Regions from separate parts of the Mus musculus genome. Here region 2 is linked to region 1. A link is a contact called in public promoter capture Hi-C data. All regions are on one chromosome and are shown on one strand. The core of a region is the stretch at or near the end of the contact, and the rest is flanking DNA. Distances in the headings are between cores, read along the strand shown. Region 1 holds the start of Polr2k (polymerase (RNA) II (DNA directed) polypeptide K). Region 2 holds the start of Atp6v1c1 (ATPase, H+ transporting, lysosomal V1 subunit C1).

The links. Promoter capture Hi-C pulls out the DNA fragments that hold promoters and counts their contacts.
Region 2: a contact with region 1 is called in a promoter capture Hi-C map of pre-B cells, with 2.7 times the contacts expected there. The contact joins the promoter of Atp6v1c1 here to the promoter of Polr2k in region 1. A contact is called at or near these places in 2 of 39 promoter capture datasets (liver and pre-B cells).

Annotation. Positions count from the first base shown.
Region 1 is chr15:36,171,410-36,178,884 of GRCm38.p6, forward strand. Polr2k (polymerase (RNA) II (DNA directed) polypeptide K) reads left to right here and starts at 2,601. Exons shown (of 4, transcript NM_023127.3): 1 at 2,601-2,672; 2 at 3,578-3,647; 3 at 3,975-4,067; 4 at 5,345-5,603. The coding sequence starts at 3,587. The coding sequence ends at 5,367. It overlaps Spag1 (sperm associated antigen 1), which reads left to right and starts at 5,345. Exons shown (of 20, transcript NM_001359982.1): 1 at 5,345-5,792; 2 at 7,042-7,194. The coding sequence starts at 7,161.
Region 2 is chr15:38,660,486-38,667,477 of GRCm38.p6, forward strand. Atp6v1c1 (ATPase, H+ transporting, lysosomal V1 subunit C1) reads left to right here and starts at 1,419. Exons shown (of 13, transcript NM_025494.3): 1 at 1,419-1,598.

The sequences.
Region 1 (7,475 bases), core at 1,351-3,850:
GGAACACTCCTCCATTGTTGGTGGGATTGCAGGCTTGTACAACCACTCTGGAAATCAGTCTGGCGGTTCCTCAGAAAATTGGACATAGTACTACCGGAGGATCCAGCAATACCTCTCCTGGGCATATATCCAGAAGAAGCCCCAACTGGTAAGAAGGACACATGCTCCACTATGTTCATAGCAGCCTTATTTATAATAGCCAGAAACTGGAAAGAACCCAGATGCCCCTCAACAGAGGAATGGATACAGAAAATGTGGTACATCTACACAATGGAGTACTACTCAGCTATTAAAAAGAATGAATTTATGAAATTCCTAGCCAAATGGATGGACCTGGAGAGCATCATCCTGAGTGAGGTAACACAATCACAAAGGAACTCACACAATATGTACTCACTGATAAGTGGATACTAGCCCAAAACCTAGGATACCCACGATATAAGATACAATTCCCTAAACACATGAAACTCAAGAAAAATGAAGACTGAAGTGTGGACACTATGCCCCTCCTTAGAAGTGGGAACAAAACACCCATGGAAGGAGTTACAGAAACAAAGTATGGAGCTGAGATGAAAGGATGGACCATGTAGAGACTGCCATATCCAGGGATCCACCCCATAATCAGCTTCCAAATGCTGACACCATTGCATACACTAGCAAGATTTTACTGAAAGGACCCAGATGTAGCTGTCTCTTGTGAGACTATGCCGGGGCCTAGCAAACACAGAAGTGGATGCTCACAGTCAGCTAATGGATGGATCACAGGGCTCCCAATGGAGGAGCTAGAGAAAGTACCCAAGGAGCTAAAGGGATCTTCAACCCTATAGGTGGAACAACATTATGAACTAACCAGTACCCCTGAGCTCTTGACTCTAGCTGCATATGTATCAAAAGATGGCCTAGTCGGCCATCACTGGAAAGAGAGGCCCATTGGACACGCAGACTTTGTGTGCCCCGGTACAGGGGAACGCCAGGGCCAAAGGGGGGGAGTGGGTGGGTAGGGGAGTGGGGGTGGGTGGGTAAGGGGGTCTTTTGGTATAGCATTGGAAATGTAAATGAGCTAAATACCTAATAAAAAATGGAAAAAAAAAAAAAAGAAAAAACAAAAAACAAAAAGCAAGAGCTTGAGAGGCAGCTCAGCATTTAAGAGCACTTGCTGTTCTTGCAGAGGACAGGTTCAGTTTTCAACATCTAGGTATGACAGCTTATAACAGTCTGTAGTTCCAGTTTGGGAGGGGGGGTCCAACTATCTCTTCTGATCTCAACTGGCATCCACACATAACTCAAATCACAGTAAATCTTCAAATCTGCTTGCAGTATGAAGTCCTCTTACAATACCCATGGGCTTAACCTAGTGTCATTGTACAGATGTTTAGTGTGCACACTTGTTTTCCTCTTCCTGCTTGTTGAGGAGAAGGGGTACTTTGAAACATGGCTGCTGGTCAAAATATGCTGTTAGTCTGGATGTAGAGGAAGAAGCTGGAAAGTACTGTTTTTCTGATTTCCTTCTGAAAGAAATTATCACTGTGAGCTCATGCATGCTAAACAAGCATTTTATTACTGCTTAAGTAATAAATTACTGCTTATTAAGCCAGCAATTCTAAAAAAACAAATTTAATTGTCATCTAGGAAGACTGGAATTTCTCAAGATGGTCTGTGAATATCAAAGGTTTGAACTAGAAATGAAAGACAAAGCTCAAAGTTCTTCTTGATGGATGGAGAATGGAGAGTAGTTTACTAAGTTACCAGAGTGCCCACTGGGAGAGAAGCCATCTCTTTAATAGTTAACAACTGTTTTTACTTGAATCCCTTCAGGTTATCCATCCTATTATTAAAATAAACGACTGGTGTGAAATAATTGAATGTAAACGTCCTGAACCCAACAGATGTGTTTTACTGAGTTCCAATTTTGATGTGTGAGAACACACACCTGTACTCTACTGAACTGGTCAAACACAGGAAGGAGAGTACTAAGAGAAAAGCTAAAGCCACCAACTAGTCGAAGTAATTGATGGAGCTGCCGTAAGAAAGCCTTGGCTTCAAAAAGGGAGGGAGATGGCAGGCGTTGTGATTTGCGCGATTAATCTCAGCATTGAGGCGGCGAAGACAGAGGATTGTACGGGTTTAAGAGCAGTCTCAGCCTGGGCTTCCCCTTTCCCTCTCTTTCCACTCCCCAACATAAAAAAGAGAGGTGACAGGAAACTAGGAGAGAACTGGAAATTGAAAACAAACAAACAAGCAAACAAAAAACCCACACGGGCATTGAACAATTTGAAAACCGCCATGTGCGAAGTGTCAAATCGTGAAGTATTGGTAGGGTAGCCTGCTGGTGTTCGCCTAAGCATCGGGTCGGTTAAGACTCCAGCATTGCCTGTCTTGGGTTCCTCCTGTATCTGCCATTACACAAGCACAAACCTTCGAATGCCGAGCTGTGGAGATGTTTTGCTACCCCAGAGAGAAGGGCAAATAAAAACAAAACAAAACCCCACAGGAAGCAGGTAGGAGAAAAACGCTGTAACCTGCCTCAGAAACAGAAGCGCCAGTCCCCCCGCACTGCGAGGGAGAGGGGGCGGGGCTTCGTTTCGTCATAAATCGGCGCCGGAAGTTGGCGAGGCAGCGCCGGAAAAAGCTTTTGCGTGCTCAGAGAAGGGACGCTTCTTCCAGCTGTGGAGGTAGGGAGTCTCCGGCTGATGATTTTGGAAGTAAATTTGTGGCAAAACCAGGAGAGACACTTGGCTTTAAAATCTTTGTGGGCAGCCGGGAGAGGTAGCACACTCCTGCCATTTGAGCGCTTGGAAGCAGAGGTAGGAGAATTCCGCCTTCAACCAGCGCCTTGACTTTGAGCCTGGCTTAGGTTACAAAGTGAAGACTCTCAAAGTCTTTTCAAAGAACCAAGCGCGTAAATAAAGATCCCCGGTGGAGTTAGTCTCGAGACAAGCTTTGATGGAGCTATTGCTCCTAGGTCAGATCTGAATTCCTTTGAGGAGTGAGATTGGGCAAACAAACCTCTCCTTAGCCTATTAGTGTATTACTCTTGTGTAAAGAGTAATACACTCTAGGATCGTGAAGACTGTAATAAACATTCCCCCTGGTGTTTATTATTATTGAAATTGTGGGTTTTGTTTTGTTTTGTTTTGTTTTGTTTTGTTTTGTTTCGAGACAGGGTTTCTTTGTGTAGCCCTGGCTGTCCTGGAACTCGATTTGTAGACCAGGCTGGCCTGGAACTCAGAAATCCGTCTGCCTCTGCCTCCCAAGTGCTGGGATTAAAGGCGTGTGCCACCACCGCCCGGCGAAAATGTGTTTTATTCTTAAGACCCAGCCCACACCACAGTTTGGGGGAACTATAGGTATAGATAAAGAATTGCGACTTTTCCTTTTTTTTTTTTTTTTTTTTTTTTTGTTTCCCCATCTGTAATACTGGGTATTTATCCTTGGGCCTCTGCATGCTAGGCAAACATTCTATTGCGTTTTTCTCTAAGGCCGGAAAATAAGAACCTTGTATTGCGTCTGAGAAAAAAAAAAAAGAGGCATGTTTTGTGCGAAGACCCTGATACTCAGTCTTTGTCTCTGATTTCAGGCACTAACAATGGACGCTCAGAAAGATGTTCAACCACCAAAGCAGCAGCCAATGATATATATTTGTGGAGGTAAAATTGACATTCATTTAAATAATGCTTTACTTAAAAAAACAACCACCACCCAAAAATCCTCTCTTACATGAGTAAAATTATAACGTGGAGCACTTTAGCGATTGTTAATGTAAAATCCCCCTCCCTTATTAAGATCTCTTCCTTTTATCTGGAAAAGGTGTACTGCCTACAGCCCTTCTTTCTCCTTGGTCTGTTTTGGCAATAATCGGGCACTTGGATGCTTTGGTGCCTTTTGGTTTGCTCCAGTTGAAATCTGTAGTTATCATTTGCTTCCCCCATAGTGTTTCTCTTTCAAGCATTGAATAAATGTGCTTTCTTTCCCAGAGTGTCACACCGAAAATGAGATAAAGTCCAGGGATCCCATCAGATGCAGAGAATGTGGATACAGAATAATGTACAAGAAAAGGACTAAAAGATGTATCCTTTCAAGCACATGTTCTAAATGTGCAGAGGAAGTGACTAATACTTGGACTGATAAAGACTAAGACCCGATAAAAGTAGTAATAACTTTTGGATTATCTATTTTTTAAGTAGAGTGCATGTGGACTTATTAAGAATGAGAGCTGAGAGAGTGGAGACTCCACAGGAGGTACACCCAGATTAATTATTTTAATAGGATTTATTTTTCCCAAAACTTGGGCGGCGGGGCCCGGTGAATTCAAGGCCAGCTTGGTCTATGTTTAGTATTCCAGACCAGCTAGAGCTACTTAGTGAGACCCAGTCTCAAAGAACCAAATGGGGGCTAGAGAAACGGATCAGCAGATAACAGCATTGCCTGGTTTATCCAAGGGCCCATTTCTAGAACCATGATTGCTCACAGTCACAGGTGGTTGGATAGACAGACCCCTGACCCTAGGGACCCAAATGGTACAATATATGCATGCAGGCAAAAGCACTCATGCATAAAATAAACCTAAGTAAAGAAATTTAAACCCTAATAAGTACATTTTCAATTTATTCATTTATTTAGGGTATCACTGACCATCCTAAAACTCTGGCCTCAAACTCAGAGATCTGCCTACCTCTTCCTACCCCCAACCTCCAAATACCAGGATTAAAGGCATGTACTGCCAATGTGTTTCTTCCCTTTTTTTTTTTTTTTTTTTTTTTTTTTTGTAAACATGATTAGCATTTTCATGTACCATTCATTATGGGCTCTCAGTAAGTCTTTTTTACTTCTCAGGAAATCTTTGTTTTTACTAGTAGTCATTGTTTGTTGTTGGTTATGAACAATCTAAAGTATAGAAGAAGTTAATAACTTAATGAAAAATAGTGAGGCCTACAAACTGTTTCATGTTAACCAACACAAACTCTTAAAAGTCAGCCTGCTCTACAAAGTGAGTTCCAGGACAGCCAGGGCTATACAGAGAAACCCTGTCTTGAAAAACCAAAAGGAAAAAAAAAGTCATCAATTGCTTCAGTGAGTTTTTTAAAAATATTTTTGCTTATTTATTCTTTATATTATTATATGTTACATTAGTAATTTATGTTATTTATCTTGTATCCAAAAAAGTGAGCTACTGAAAATGGAAGTAGTGCACTTTATTTTTTTAGATAATCTCTGGTGGTCATAGTGAACTTCATTCTTTTGTTCATTTTCTATCCAATTGCAAGCGTGGTGCAGGGGGTGACTTGGAAGCCTTAGTCTTATACAATTTTAAGTACTGTTTAAAATCCTTAACTCAATTCAACAGTGGTGGTTTTTGATGCTCGATGAAATGTGGGAGTTCAGAAGTATCTTCATTCATACATTTGCCTCATTGATGTTTCTCTTTAATGTATAGCATTTGGCTTAGTTTACTTAATGAAAACAACTGTATGCCTATGATTTCATTTAGAAATACAATTGTATTTTAATACTTTGTATAAAGGAAATTTTGGTTCAATATATGGCTTAATTTATTGCTTTTGTAATCCGTCACACAGTGAAGATTAAAAGTGTTTCCTCAAACCATTTCTATTCAATGTCTTGTTAGAAAGCCATCAAGCCAGATGACTTGCTTCAGGCCCTGGGATCCACGTAGTGGAAGAGGAATGGACTCCTGAAATGGGTCTGTCCTCTGACCTAGACTTGGGCATGTGCATGTAGAACACCCACAGAGAAGAAGAACTAAAATAGAACATTGAAAAAGGTCTGAAGAAGTAAGTCCCTTGGAAACGACTGCACTTTGTCAACAACTCTAAACTATCCAGAGTACTTGCTAGCTGTAGAACTGTAAAAAGTCAGGCCAGGCAGTGGTGACGCACGCCTTTAATCCCAGCACTTGGGAGGCAGAGGCAGGCGGATTTCTGAGTTCCAGGCCAGCCTGGTCTACAAAGTGAGTTCCAGGACAGTCAGGGCTATACAGAGAAACCCTATCTCGAAAAACCAAAAAAACAAAAACAAAAAAAAAAACCCCAAAACAACAACAAAAAAGAACTGTAAATAGTCAAAAGTAATGGATAAAAATCAGAAGCGAATAGACTAAGACAGCTGGTCAGAGGACTGGCTCAGCAGTTGAGAGCACTTGCTGTACTTTCAAAGGTCCCTGGTTCTGTTTGAATATCCATGTTGGGTCTGTCCTAACAGACTGGAACTCCAGTTCCAGGGCATCTGACACTGCCTTCTGGGTGTGTGCATACAGTCCACACAGACTTTGGTAGAATAAGTTTCCTCACTTACGTAGGTGCACACATCCCTCAGACCACATAGTTCTGGGCATTGGGTGTAGTGAAACCTGTCTGAAATCCCACTGCTTGGGAGGTAGAGGCCGGAGGATATAGAAGGGGTTCAAGGTTGTCTCTGGCTACGTAGCTACGTAGAGGCTAAGAGTGACTACTAGAACAGCCAGCGCTCCTCCAAGGTGCTCCCCTCTGTTGCTTTACTCTGTGTCTTACTAAGTTTTCTGGACTCTGCAAATCCTCCTTCCTCCTGGGTAATTAGGAGTGCAGGCCTACACTACCAGGCACAGCTTGAAATACTTTGCTGTTGAAGAGCTCTGTAAGAATAAACTTTGTTGGCTCTTGTGAGTTAGCCGTGTAACTCTTACTAAGCCTTTTTTTTTTTTTTTTTTTTTTTTGGTTTTTCGAGACAGGGTTTCTCTGTGTAGCCCTGGCTGTCCTGGAACTCACTTTGTAGACCAGGCTGGCCTCAAACTCAGAAATCCGCCTGCCTCTGCCTCCCGAGTGCTGGGATTACAGGCTTAAGCCTTTCTTTACATATCTCTTTGTTGGTCTCTTTATGACTACAGATATTTTTTTTGCTTGCCCACAGTCTTCAGATTATTTTGACCTTTTTCAATTCAGCACAGATTGTATAGCCAGAAGAAAACATGAAGTGTGGAAAGAAAATTACAAGCCCATGCATGGCATGACAGCCTTTCTCCAGATTGTTACAGTTTTTCCTCTGCAGGAAATCAGTGCTTCGGAAGTTCAGGTGTTTGCTTGAGACTCGCTTTGCTGTCTGGATGCTGTTCACATAAGTGAGACAGCTTAAGGATTATCCGAAAGATTGAGTCTTCATCTATAAATATGCAGTTTAGCATTCTCCAACATGAAACCCTAAGTAAGTATATAAATGTAATGGGTTGAGCATTGGAATTGATACCAGCCACAGTGGCCCCTTCCTGCAGACTTTTCTAAAAAGGAGAATTTATTGGATTCCTGTTATGAACTGGGCACCAAATCTGAAATGTATTTAAAATGGAAGTTTCTCCACAAAACGACCTCTACTGTTTTATTCATCTGAATTGCTTCTGTCAATCATGTTTGTATCTCCAGCACTCTAAGGGGTACCTTGCTCTTCACCATCCTCTCAGGAAATGTGGCTGTAGGAAAAGAGGAAAA
Region 2 (6,992 bases), core at 169-2,668, 2.5 Mb after region 1:
AGGTGGTGAGAGTAATTGTAGCTCTGAAGGCAGGAGTCTGAGAGCCCTGGTTACATTGTATTGGTAGTCAGGAAGCAGAGAGCAATGAATGTTGATGCTTAGCTTTCTCCTTTAAAAAAAGATTATTTATTTGACAATTTTATTACATTTATTTATTTGTGGGTACTACAGCTTGCATGTGGAGATGGGAGGCTATCTTGCAGAATACACTTTGTGGTTCTGGGGATACAATTCAGGCCATCAGTCTTGGTGGTTAGTGCCCCATTACCTGTTGAACCTTCTCTCTCTAATCCTATTTATCATTTTTAAAAGATTAATTTTATTTGTATTTATGTGTATGAGTGTTTTGTCTTCCTGGGAGTGCATATGATTACAGGTTCTGCAGGAGGCCAGATGAAGCCAATCGGATCTCCTGGAGGTAGCTGGAGTCACAAGGCACTCCAGGTGGGTGCCAGTAAGGAATTCAGATCCTCTGTGAGAGCAGTATGTGTTCTTAACCTCAGAGCCATCTCTCTAAGCCTCGAAAAAAAAAAAAAAAACATTCTGTGTTGGTTCCTATCATTCAAGATGCTGCTGCCCATATTCGAGGTGAATGTCCTACATTAAACCTGGCTGGAAACTCCCTCCAAGAGGTTTGTCTCCTAGCAATTCTAAAGCCAGTCAGGTTGACAATGGAAATCTATTATTCCGCTTGCTAGTAAGAACAGCCAGGAGTGCCCACACATTGTGCAAACAGAACCATAACCTCTGGAGCTTCACTTTGCTAAGCTGTAAATCTAAAAACGATTAAAATAGACAAGTCCCCAATCCTCTATGCAACCTAAAATGCTGAGATATGCACCACCTAACTTCTCAACCAATGAGATGTGCACGGTTTGTGAGAGTAGGTTGATATCTATTTTTCTGGAACCCAAGGCTGATGGTTTTTCCCTGTCCATAAACCTTTCTTGACTTCCTGTATCCATTTTGGTACCCCTAAACCAGACAGTTTGGAGTTCCTGGCAAGGGGGTCACTCCACTAGCTAATTCTAAAAAACTAATTAACAATGTTTGGTGCTGAGTAACTAAACCTGAACACTTTATCACTTTATGGAACGAAGTGATACCAGATTGGATGAAAAATATGAAACTACTGAAGTGGATTATTAGAAAAAATTTCCCCGAAACCTGGACTGTCAAAACTTGCAGTGCAGAAGTCAGTGCAGGAGCTTGGGGGAGTCTGAATGGCTGAAACCTGTGGGTAATTTTAGGGTGGGCGGGAATTTTCTGGTGGCTGGCCAACCACCGCAGGTGCATCTGGAGGAGCGGCAAGCTCCGCCCACCCGGAAGCCCGCTCTGCGCGCTCTCTCAGCCCCGCCTTCTCCGGAGGCCTGGCCGCATCGTGATTGCGCGCAGTGGTGCGCGCGCGTAGGCGGAGCGGCGTGCGCCGCGGTCAGCTGACTGCTCCGGCTGGCACGTGACTTGCTCTGGGCGCAGGGGTCGAGGAAGCCGAAAGGCCGGAGCTTAGGTCCGGGAGGGATGGAGCGCTGAGCGGTTAACGTCTACCAGGCTTCCTGCCTCCGCACCTGTCGCCGCCGCCGCCTCCTGAGACACCTCGGGTCAGTGAGCGATAGCCCTGCGGGGAGCTGACGCTGCAGTGGCCGCCGGGGAAGGATGGGGGCGGCGCGGGGGCCTAGACTGTGGCGTCGGACCTGCAACCGGCCTGGGTGCGGGCTCTCCGCATCTCAGGGCCTAGGGTTGGTGTCTTTGGAAGAAGAAGGAGGGGGAAGGGGCCCAGACGGGGAACTCAGTGGCAGAAGGGAGAAGTGTTGTACATTCGGGTCCTTCTTGGGTGGGAATCCCAGCGAGTCCTGGTCACTTGTGAGAAGGTGGACAGTGACAGAATGCCTCAGGTGAGGCTCAGGGTTCACCGGCGTGTGTGTGCAGTCTCCACTGGGTGTTTACGCCTGTATGTGAATAGAAGGGATTACAGTTTTCAGGGCGGAAGGGGTGCCCACTGCAGGCAGGGGGCGGTCACAGAGGACACGGGGGTCATTGTAGGCAGTGGATGAAACAGGAATACAGGCAGCTTAAAAACATTTCACTAGATTGGGGTTGGGGGAGGTTAAACAACATCCCCGAAAAGGAACTGGTGGACAGAGTCTCTTATAAGGCAGATTGAATCACCTATGAGGCATAAGAGGGAAGCTTGTGTTCTTTTCAGAGGAAAAATGTTATCAGGGGGAAAATTGTCTACTCTGTACTTAGTGGTGCCCCGGGAATGAAATGGTCGGGTGTGAATAGCCCAGCCCTAAAAGTTCACATTGATGGTGGGAAGATAAGTCACAGGGGAAAGATGAGGTTGTATAGAACTGGTAAAAACAGAAGGAGGAGAAAAGTATCCTGGAGGAAAGAAAACTTGAGTTTGGGTCTTGGCAAGTCGGTGGGATTGGAGGCAACAGAGGAGAACTTTTTACTCAGTGAAAGCCTCGTTATTTGAGGGCCTGATGAGAGAAGAAGACATGATTTAGGGGTGCCAAAGGCCAGGCTTTTGTAGTAGGCTGCATTGTGGAAAAGTGGGAAATAGTTTTGAAGTCTGGTGATACTTGTTCATATACTGCATGCTCTATGGCTGATACTATGGGAGTGCTAAGGTTTAGGAAGCAGACAGGGACTCTGCTGTCAGAGCTTCCAGACAGATTCAGAGGAGATAGGTTTTAATAGTCGTGCATTTGGCGTGTGATAGAGCACTAACCTTTAGTCCTAGCACTTAGGAGGCAGAGCCAACCAAAGCTAAATAAATAGTGAGACCACTTGTCTCTCTCTCTCTCTCCCTCTCTCTCTCTCTCTCTCTCTCTATATATATATGTATACACACACACACACATATATATATACATCTACATATATACATATATATACACACATATACATAAATGTGTGTGTGTGTGTGTGTGTGTAAAATCTACTCCGAAGGAGTAATGGAGCAGTACAGAGATGTTTCCCAGGAATATGACTTTTGTGGAAGATTCAAAGAAGGCTTTGTTGAGGATATGACTGAGAAGAGGTTGGTGTGAAAAGGGGGTGAGCAGGCAGGAGTGAAAAGGACATTCCAGGTTGAGGGAACAGAGTTTGTCAAGGCCTTGAAGTGAGAGGAGGAACGTGCCTTTCCAGAACTTGCAGAGAACCTGGAATGAGAAAGGTGTGGTGGTGGGATGTGGACAGACTGGCCTGTGTGTGGGGAGAGCTGGAGTCAGACTGCTCAGGGAATCCAGTGAAGATCATAGGTGCTGGAGACAGACTGTGTGTGGCCCTGCAAGTCCTCCACAGTTTGAGCCGCCCTGGCAGGTAGAGTGAGTTGCAGGCCAGCCAGAGCTGCTCTGTGAGAGTGCTTTGGGTTTCTGTGTGCTGTCGAGCTGGAGGAGATAAAGAGCCCTAAGGTGAGCTAAAGTGCTCACGGTGATAATCGCAGTTAAGTCTGGCAACAAGTGAGTCTCGTTGTGCTGAAGTCGGAGCCTCGGCTTTTCTGCTCAAAACTACAGGATCCTTTTGTCTTTTGGTTACTTTGCAGGTACCAGATCGGATCTCAAGAAATAGTGCTCTGCATCCTGAATGCTGAGAGCTAGGGGCTACTCTTAGTCTGCATTTAAACAGGGCAGGATTTACACACACAACACACACACACACATCTTTTTAATTTTTTTTTAATTTTAACTTTTGGAGACAGGGTCCCTGGCTATCCTCGAACTCATTATATAGACCAGGCTGACCTTGAACTCACAGCTATACACCTGCTTCCTGAGTGCTGGGATTAAAGACTTGTGTGTGTGTGTGTGTGTGTGTGTGCATTTCTTTTTTTACTTTTTTTTTTTTTTTGAGACAGGGTTTCTTTATGTATACGAGGTTGTCCTCCAATCCAGCAAGCAGCCTGCCTCAGCTTCTGAGTGCTGGCATGTGCGTGCTTATAATTTTTTTTTTATGTTTATACATTTTTTTATTTTTTTGAGACAGGGTTTCTCTGTTTGGCCCTGGCTGTTCTAGAACTCATTCTGTAGACCAGGCTGGCCTACACCACTCAGCATGTTTATAAATCTTAGCCTTCTTATTTATATTAGTTATTTTGTTTCGTTTTTCTTAAACCTAAAACTTAGGATTCTGCATCATTGTCCTAACTTGTAGGATAATGTCCATTGGTCAAGAGCAAGACCAGCATGCCACAGTGAACTTTGGCAAAGGGCCTCTGCAGGCCACCAGTCCCTTGGTGGGCAGTAAGCCTTCCTTTTGACTTGTGTATCCTGCTGACCTGGAACACTGTCGGCCTGAGCTGGGGCACAGTTCTGTAATCCCTTTCCCCCTTTGTACTTGATTTTGCTTGGAATAACAGTAGTTTTGACTAAGTGTCTGCTATAGTTTGCCTTGTCCAGACTGTATTCCGTCTAAGGTTGTGTTGTTTTCACCATTTGGATGTAGAGCTCTTTCATTTTAACTACAAATTAATTTGCATTTGATTTCCATTTCATCAACATTTTTTCCCTCTTGAGACAAGGTTTCTTTGTGTAACAGCCCTGGCTGGCCTCAAACTCTCTAGAGTTCTGCCTGACTCTGCTTCTGAGAGCTGAAACTAAAGGTATGTGCCAATACGCACCCACTATTATCAGTGTTAAAGACAGCATTAGCATGGTGTTCAAGGCATTAAACCAAGGTGAGCCTTGGACTCCCGATCCTTCTACCTGTGCCTCCTAAGTATCAATTTACAGCCCTGCATCACCGAACTCCTCTCTCATCTGTAAGCCAGGGAAATGCACTTGTTGTTCGCACATGCGCTCGCGTGCGCGCGTGTGCACACACGCACGCACACACACACACACACACACACACACGAGTTCAGAGAATTGAGTCCAGTAGTCAGTGGAGGAGAGGTGCTTCTGTTATGGCAGGATAAGACATACATCTGAAGTGAGGAACGTGGTGGGCGTTTGAAAATACAATGTTGGATGAACATTTTATAGATAGAGGTTGATGCCATTTGTGATGCACACCTTTAATCTCAGTACTTGTGAGACAAAGGCACGAGAATCTCTGAGTTCAGTGTCAGCCAGGGCTATATATTACCGAGTGGGCATTTACTAAGCGATTAAAGCAGACTGAATAAAGAGGCTACTTAAGTTAACACAATTAACTGTCACATTAACTTTTTAAAATAAATTATTTTTATTTTGTGTGTGAGTGTTTTGTGTGCATGTATGTTATATATACCACTTGTGCCTGGTACTTTTGGAAGCCAGAAAAGGGCATTGGATCCCCTGGAACTGGATGGTGGTTGTGAGCTGAGAGGAGAGTTGGGAACTGAACCTGGTTCCTCTGCAAGAGCAGCAAATGCTCTTAACTGTTGAGCCGTCTCCGGCCCCTGGCCTATTAACTTCACCATTGAGGTTGTACCAGTTTAGGGCTTCAGAACTATAATGCTAACATTATTTTAGACAAAAGTCTCCCATGTTTAGACATGTCCGTCCACCACATTCTGACTAGTACTTGAAATAGTCCTGTGCATTTCTCACGGAGACAGATAAGCATGCACTGTTATTACATACTTTGGCAAATATTCAACATTGAAGATACAGAAAATAAGAGTAATACTTTTGTGAATTCAGTTTTTCTTTTATGGTTTTTACTATTAACTGGAGAAACACATTTTACTATTTTTAACTGTATGAGAACTTAAATAGATGGATGAAATCAGTCTCAGTAAGTATAGTTACTAGCTATGACTTTGGACAGATATCTTCATTAACTGTTCTCTGCTCTAAAGGAGCAGTGAAGCATCTGCTCTAGAGGAATTTATCACCAAATTGTTTAACATATTGAAGTGCTTTTCATTACTCATGATTCAGTATGTGTTGTCCTTGAAGCAGTTTTTATTTTAAGGGAGGCGATGTGAGGAATTGAATCAGACAGAGTCTTGTGTGTAGCTAGACAGGAGTGTATTCTATATGTTAGCCATGTCCCTAGCCCTGATTTTAGACCTTTAACTTGAATTTCAGACTTGAACATAGTATATCTGAGAGATCATTATAAATTAAAAATGATTATATAAATGACCAGCCACAAAGAAAAGGGAAGTCCTGAGAGCTGGGCTCAGGGGCTCTTGAGGTATGGGTTGTGTGGAGGTCAGAAGACAACTTTGAGCATTGATTTCTTCCTGTGGTTTCTATTGCACTGTGTACACCAGGGTGGCTGACTTGTAAGCTTCTGGGTGAGTCTTCTGTCATTGCCTCTCATCTTTTACTGGGGTTACACTGTGTGCCACCGAGGCTGCCCTCTTTACTCAGGTTCTGGGGACAGAACTTGGATCCCCAGGCTGAACAGCCAGGGCTCTTACCCCTCTCCTTGGCCCTGTTGTTTTTGTTTTATAAGCTAGGGTTTCACACTGGCCCAGGTTGGCCTCATGCTCCTTATAAAGTCCAAGCTAGCCCCAAACTCTCACCTTTTAGTCTCCTAGATGCTGAGATTCTAAAGGTGAGTCACTTTCCCAGGTTGAGAGAGCTCTAGTTAATGGCTTTCAATGATAGACAGATTGCACTTGTTGGCCACTGTGTCAATTCAAGTATAATAGCTTTACCAGAAATTACTAGGTACTTTCCAACATTGTATTTTGTATAGTGACTTTCTTTTATTCTTTTTGAAATATCCTCATGTAACCTAGGCTGGTCTCAACTAGAACTAAATATAATCAAGGATGACCTTGAACTTTGGATCCTCCTGTCTCTACTTCCCAGGTGCTAGGAATACTGGTGTGCTACCTACCACACATAACTTAGGAGGTGTTGGGGATAGAACCCAGGGCTTCAGGCTTGCTAGACAAGTACTCTGCCAACAGAGCTACTTTCTTCGTCTCCAAAGAATGGGTTTTGAGTACATTCCAAGAGGACAGCGGGCTGGGGTAGTAACGGAAATTTGCTCTGCTGGTCCTAACATGCCTTGGAGTCTTCCTACTTGTTGATAGGTGTCTGCAA